Regions from separate parts of the Triticum aestivum genome. Here region 2 is linked to region 1. A link is a contact called in public Hi-C data. All regions are on one chromosome and are shown on one strand. The core of a region is the stretch at or near the end of the contact, and the rest is flanking DNA. Distances in the headings are between cores, read along the strand shown. Region 1 has its middle 500 kb from the start of LOC123130565. Region 2 has its middle 65 kb from the start of LOC123130565.

Region 1 (3,322 bases), core at 330-2,829:
TACACTATGTACCACTAGTGTCTGCGGTTGAATGAGCTCTATCCTTGTTCGTAGACACAACGTACCTGTAAACATTTGGTAACACGTTTGATGATCTGCGTTGGAGTCGCTTCTTGTCTAATGTAAACGCCTGCCAAGGCTAGTGGTACACTACGTACCCATACATCATCATTATAGAACAAGAAAAGGCACGGTACTTTATCCCGTTTGTACCTGTCAAGGCCACTTCTCGTCTAATGGTCTTCCTTTGCCTGCCTCTTTGTGGTTTTTGACTTTGTAATCTGTCCTTGTGAGACGATGAAGAACCAATTAGCCAGTGCGTTAATTAGGACGCTAATTAAGTGCAGTGCAAGACGACGTCATTCGGGGTATGGCCAAACCGAGCTCAACAAAAAAGTCTCAAACACAACTAGACGCACATGGAACCAAGCCCAAACTTTGCCGACACGGCCTTTAATCTAGACTCACCGGAGCCGGTCAATCAAAATATTTAAAGTAAACAACCCTTTGGTGTATGCTGGCAGGCATGAAACTACACGGACGCCCCCCTCGTTATTTTTCCTAGAGAGAGAAAGAAGAAACAAGAAAGAAAAAGGGAGGCCACTAGCAGCTGCGTACGTACTCCTGCACTCCACAGCCAGCAGCCAAGAGATCCGGAGAAAGGGACAGCGGAAGGAAGGTTCGGCCCAGCTTCGTTCCTCGATCTTGAAAGTGAGCACCATCGTCGCTAGCTGCACGTAGCAGCAGCGTGACTTGGCACCCATCCGCTCCGACGACGCAAGCGAGCGACGACCACCACATCCGAAACCGGCGAAACACGCGGCCAACGCGCCGCCCCCAAAATGTCTGTCCCGTCTAACGTGCGTACGCAACAACTGTACGTGCTCGATCACGATCGCTCGCCCCCTTTTCGACCGTCCCGCTCCCGCCGCGGCGAGTGCGATACGAGGGCCGTCGAGAGCCGTCGCCGTCGGGGAGACACCTGTCGCCGGCCGGAGCGGGCTAGCCCCGGAGCGCCATCTGGCCGGCCGGGCATAGTCCACGTGGAGCGTACGGAACCCGATCGCCCAGGTGTTCGCGGCAAGGATTCAGCCGCGACGCAACTGTCCTGCCTCCGCGCGTGTGTCGTCGTCGTCAGGACCGGTCGGTCGGTCGAGTACGGGTACGGCACCGGGCGTCGACCCGTGAGATATGCGATGCGAACGCGCAAGTCACCTCTGTCCGTCGTCGAGCAGCGACTCGGGGAAATGCACCGAATTCGGCACGTGGTTTTCGGTCTTGGCTGGGATTGCATAGGCTAAACTCGTTTATGCTCTACGACTACGAGTGATATTTCCGCATTTCCACCGTCGGCCGTGCCCGAGCTTATCCGAAACTCAAGTGCACGTGTGCTCTGTGCTGCTGCCGTGGCATGGCGCTGGAGGAAGCTCGGGCCGGGCACCTGGAGAAGGAGAAAGAAACTTCACTCGGTTTTCGTGCGGGGACCTTTAAAGATTTTCGTTACGTGCACTTCGAGCTACGAGCTTCTAGAAGGGCCCGGAGATCGACAAGAGCAGGATTTGTGTGTCGTGTTGCTGCTTCCGAGCTGCAGCTCAGACCATACCAAGAAGTTTCCACCATGATCGACTTTTTTCTGGCGAAGATCACATGCCTGATGGCCTCCACGAAAATGGCACAGTAGATTATAAGCACCACCTGTTTGACGCAGGAGTAATGCCAAAATGCCTTTTTAGTGAAACGTCAAAATCACTTTTTTTTCTCCGAGAGAGGATCAAAGTCGCTTCTTTAATATTTCCCAAATCATGACCTTCTAAACTTCGCAAGGGTGCCAGCAGGTGCGGGGGGGCATGCATCAGCATATTCTCCTAGAGCTCTTAATCTTGTTGTGATCCGAAAAACTGTGCCGGCGGAAATTGACTGAAAACTGGATGCAAATTTGAAACGCACTCAATATGAGACAAATATACTCTGTTCAACTGTTATTCTACGTCGCTGTTCATGTGCGTGCGGTGCATCATCTCGTTCGGTTCGATACTTTCTTTATTGTCCAACTCTATTTGAGCCGTCCATTCACTTGCTCTAATCAGAGGTTTCAGTACTCCTCTCTTTCGTGTCATATGTGTTTTTCCTTTCAATCTTTTGATCGTCTTTTTTCTCTATTTATTTTTCTATCATGGAATTATTTTGGTCGACCTGATGTCATTTGATCATTTTGTCCTGTTCTGCTGCTCCACAAGTTCATGCCATCGTATTCCCATCACAAATTGTTGTAGTCTTTTTTGCTAACCTTTTCTTTCCCTGTGATACATATGTCGCCTTTGAAATATTTTTCATTCCATTCATTTTTTTTCTTTACATATACCATTACGATTACAAGTTGGCTCTCACGTGCACATGGCAGAACAGCCGAACTTCCTCGCCGGTCCATTCTCTCTGGATCAGTACACCAATAAGTTGGCCCTCACGTGCACTACATATACTGCAATTCGGGTTCATTTGTAAGGGGCATAGCGCGCACACAACTAGGTGGTGCGGTTTTACTTTTTTTTTTAATAATTGTTTTGCAAAATTATCACTTGTTGCACATCTACCCCTCACACACAATTGCATGTACTGCACCTCGGGTGCAATTGCAAGGGGGCATAACATGCGCGCAACTAGGGGTGTGGTTCTACATTTATCTAGTTTTCTTTTTGCAAAATTACCAACAATTGCATGTCTATCCCTTATGTGCACTCCACGAGCGACGACCCCCATGCAAATACTTTAATATATATTTTTGAAAATCTAATATTTTAAAAATGCTCTAATAATTTTGTGTTTTCTAAAAATATCAGAAGGTATACATAAATATTTGTAAATTTTTCTGAATTTATAAAACAAATGAATATTTTTTTAAAATTTTATGAACATATTTAGTTGTATTTAACATTTTATACTTTGATAATAAAACCGAGTGGTCTTTTCAGTAGATTTTCTCTCTTTAGAGTGAACGGGGGTGGGTCTGTGTCTCGTTCGCAGCGTGACACAAGCTAGTCTTGCCTCAAGACGCCCTAATTGGGCCTACCCAAAATCATGAAGGTACACGTATATTATCTGTTCATTTTTTCCGTTTTCTTTTTCCTTTTTTTTTATTTTTTCTAAACAATGTAAAAAGAACTGGCGTCGTTGCTACTGTAACGGGCTGTGCTAGTAGCTCCCTCACGAGAGGAGAGACGGTGCTCCGTCTAGCAAGGAGCGAGAAACAGCGCAGGGCAGCACGCATCTATTTCTTCTTCTACGATATTTTATCAGGTTTTCACTGTTTTCAATCGGTTTTCTT
Region 2 (3,620 bases), core at 216-2,715, 560 kb before region 1:
CGGCCCACGGTCGCGATGCTTTTTCTTATTTTTCCTGTTCCTTTCATTTCTTTTTTTCTGTTTGTATTTCTTTTCTTTTCTTCGTATTTATTTTTTTCTTTGTGTTTCTTTTTCGTGTATTATACACATTCCATTGCATATTTATATATCAAAATGTTCATCGTATACTTAAGAAAATGTTCATTGTGTACTTTAAAATTGTACAACACATATTCACAAAATGTTCAATCAGTATTTGAACATTGTTCAGCGTATGTCACCAAAATGTTCAATGTGTATTTAAATACTTGTTCAGCGTATATTATAAAATGCTTAGTGTGTATTTCAAAATTGTTCAGCGTATATCACAAAATGTCCAATGTATATTTATAAATTGTTCATCATTTGAAATTTGATTTATTGTTCATGTTTTGAATAAATGTTGACGTTTTTAAAAGTTTGATCAAATTTAGAAAAAACAATCACGATTTCAAACTCTATTTAAAAAATAAGATTCTTTTCATTTTCCCCAAGAAATGTTGAAAAGTTTGAAAAGAGAAACGAATTTTCAATTGATCAGGCGATGTAATTTTGTTCTTATAGTCGTGCGCCGGAAATCTATTACTAGAACACGTCAGGTCTATTGGTTTGGAAGAGCTATACACTAGTCGTAATTCACGAGTATACTTAAGAAAATGTTCATCGTATACTTAAGAAAATGTTCATTGTGTACTTTAAAATTGTACAACACATATTCACAAAATGTTCAATCAGTATTTGAACATTGTTCAGCGTATGTCACCAAAATGTTCAATGTGTATTTAAATACTTGTTCAGCGTATATTATAAAATGCTTAGTGTGTATTTCAAAATTGTTCAGCGTATATCACAAAATGTCCAATGTATATTTATAAATTGTTCATCATTTGAAATTTGATTTATTGTTCATGTTTTGAATAAATGTTGACGTTTTTAAAAGTTTGATCAAATTTAGAAAAAACAATCACGATTTCAAACTCTATTTAAAAAATAAGATTCTTTTCATTTTCCCCAAGAAATGTTGAAAAGTTTGAAAAGAGAAACGAATTTTCAATTGATCAGGCGATGTAATTTTGTTCTTATAGTCGTGCGCCGGAAATCTATTACTAGAACACGTCAGGTCTATTGGTTTGGAAGAGCTATACACTAGTCGTAATTCACGAGTTCCAGTTCTCTTGCTTGCGCAACAGTTTCCTGGTGACTTTTTTGTACGCTCGTTGATTTTGGTAGCTCTAACTGGGCCGGCCCGTTCGCGGTGCTGTTCAGCGAAGGCTCAACAGCCTGACGCTCGCGACCGTCAGCCCATTACCTCTTTATCTCACATTTTCACTACACATGCTCGGCTCGGGAGATTCGCGGTCCTGGCGCCTGCAGCGCCCCGCGCTGGGCCGGCCCACGAAACACGCACACCAGTGAACCCAAAAGGCTCGCAAAAGAAGGAAAAAAAACATTGGTCTCTGCAAGCTTCGAACTCACCACCTCCCGTTAGCGTGCAGGTGCAGCCAACCACACAAGCTACTTGTTGTTTGTGTTTAGTAACAGCGGTAAACATCTCTATTATTAAAGAAGGATCGAACGTCGTGATGGTTCAACCTCGATCGATGGTTCGACCTCGCCTTCGCTACCTCCACCTTATTCGACAAAAATCGCAGGAAATAGAACCCCACGTTCCATGGTAGCGAAAAAATCGAGATAACCCACACGTTCTCCACCTTCTCCCCGACCTGTCCATCTCATCTCCAGATCTCTTTGGCACAAACCTGAACGACCCGGCTCTCTCCTCTCCTCGCGACCGCGCGGCGCCCTCCCTCTCTAGGTTGGCCATAGCCCGAGCCCCCGGGCGACGACCGTCCGAGCCACTCTACCGTCATGGATTGAAGGAGGCAGCGGCGGGGGGCGGTGCGGATCCCATCTTACCCTCCACCGTCACGTATGAAAGGAAGCCATGGCAACCAGCTGTCCGAATCCAATCCTCCGCCTGGCAATTATGTGCGGCTCCTTCCGCCGGAGCTTCTCTGCACATGTACATTGTCTCGTCGGTCTCTTCATCCCTTCCGTCGGCACGCACCGGCGCTGCTGACCCGTGGTTGACCAGCAGCGGAGGCGTGTGTCAGGAGTCTCCAGCCGCTGCATGCTACATTATCAGGTTTGATCTTCTGTTAAATCTTGATCCCTTCAGTTTCCGTTTGGAATATTCCATTCTTGTTAGTGATCATCAGGGATGCCATCAGCCCTCATATCTGGACAGATATATGGGATTTTTCATCTGTGTGTGGTTCAATTGGCATATTATTAGCCATCTGATAAAATTGCCTAAAGGTGACCGCCGAATACCATCCCCTCACCGATGAGGCCTAGAAGATGGTTAAACTCTCACAAGGTGAACACCATGGGGTAAAGCTAGCTTATAATTTAGCGGCGGCGTGGTGTCATCATGGTCGGAGGAGGCAACTCATATGGGGATGCCAAGGTGATCAATCAGAATTCTATCGCTGCTGTTGCACAAAATATCTTTACAGCTGCTATTTTTTTAAATATCCCAAATACAGATTATTTTGTCAATGCAACAAAATGATCAATCTCAATCTGGGACAATGCATTACTCATGGTATACTTAATAATTAAGTGGAGTTCCAAAAGCGACGGTGATGGTTGTGCCACCACCAACAGCAGAGAAGAAAGAGGCGTGGCAGTGGTGGTGCAAAAAGAGCGATAGAGAAGTGGGAGGAAACTAAGTAGCGGCATTGGTGTAAGGAGTAAGGAAGAAGGGGAGAGCATGGAGAGCAAGATGAGGTTCTGGGGAAATGCGACAGGGTAGTCGCTCCCTAAGCCTATCGGCATGACCCAATTCACTCCAATTTTTTTCCAGGTTCAGTTTTGTTAGCATTGGTATTCACATTCTACTATTCAGAGAAAAATATATTCATTATTACAGGATGGAAGTTATCTGTACTTTTGTTTTGTACATTTTTACAGCTATACCTTTTTTAATGCCATTATGGCTTTTTTACAGCTATGCCTTACTGGAAGTGAGCCAGGCCCTTGAAAAAAACTCACGGTAGTCACTTCGTTCAGTAACATTTTTGCATGTATAGCATGTAGGTTTCATTCACATCTAGCAAAAGACTCTCCAGACAACGGAGGTTTGCTTTGTAGACTTTATTTTCTAATACAGTCAAACTTCAACATATATTTACTTTTTTTGTTAATCAATACACACATTCAATTGAACATACTACCCGCAGAAAAGTAGTCAGTCAAACATGCTTGCATTTACTTAGATGGTATATAGGTCCGAATTAATGATTGTAGGTGTTGACATACTATGTACAATGTAAGAGAACGACATGGATGATATATTATTAGAGGAAAAAATGAAAGAATTAGGGTGGATGTTAATTTGCTGGAAGTGAGTACTCCACTACAATGCTTCTAATAGCTTTATAGTTCTATATATGATGCAAACGTATGTGTTCAGGAGCCGTTTTTGCTACGGAACTCTGAAGCAGGTGGTTGAAGTAAACACTGGACGGAGAAAGACTTTGCATATTCTAGCAGCAGACTCAAAGCTGCTGGTGCGAAAACAGAATTTGCACCGTACA

Evidence for each region. Hi-C and Micro-C count contacts between places; a contact is called where the count stands out from the background.
Region 2: a contact with region 1 is called in a Hi-C map of leaf, with 6 times the contacts expected there. The contact joins two enhancer-like sites. A contact is called at or near these places in 2 of 5 Hi-C or Micro-C datasets (both in leaf).

The regions. Positions count from the first base shown.
Region 1 is chr6A:209,752,023-209,755,344 of IWGSC CS RefSeq v2.1, reverse strand. No RefSeq gene overlaps it. Among protein-coding and RNA genes, the nearest start is that of LOC123130565, 500 kb to the left of the region's middle. Within about 2 kb of position 1,579, at least 4 of the 8 cell types and tissues checked have an H3K27ac peak or open chromatin away from gene starts, as enhancers often do. A contact at or near this core is called in leaf, where this site is marked.
Region 2 is chr6A:210,315,041-210,318,660 of IWGSC CS RefSeq v2.1, reverse strand. No RefSeq gene overlaps it. Among protein-coding and RNA genes, the nearest start is that of LOC123130565, 65 kb to the right of the region's middle. Within about 2 kb of position 1,465, at least 8 of the 8 cell types and tissues checked have an H3K27ac peak or open chromatin away from gene starts, as enhancers often do. A contact at or near this core is called in leaf, where this site is marked.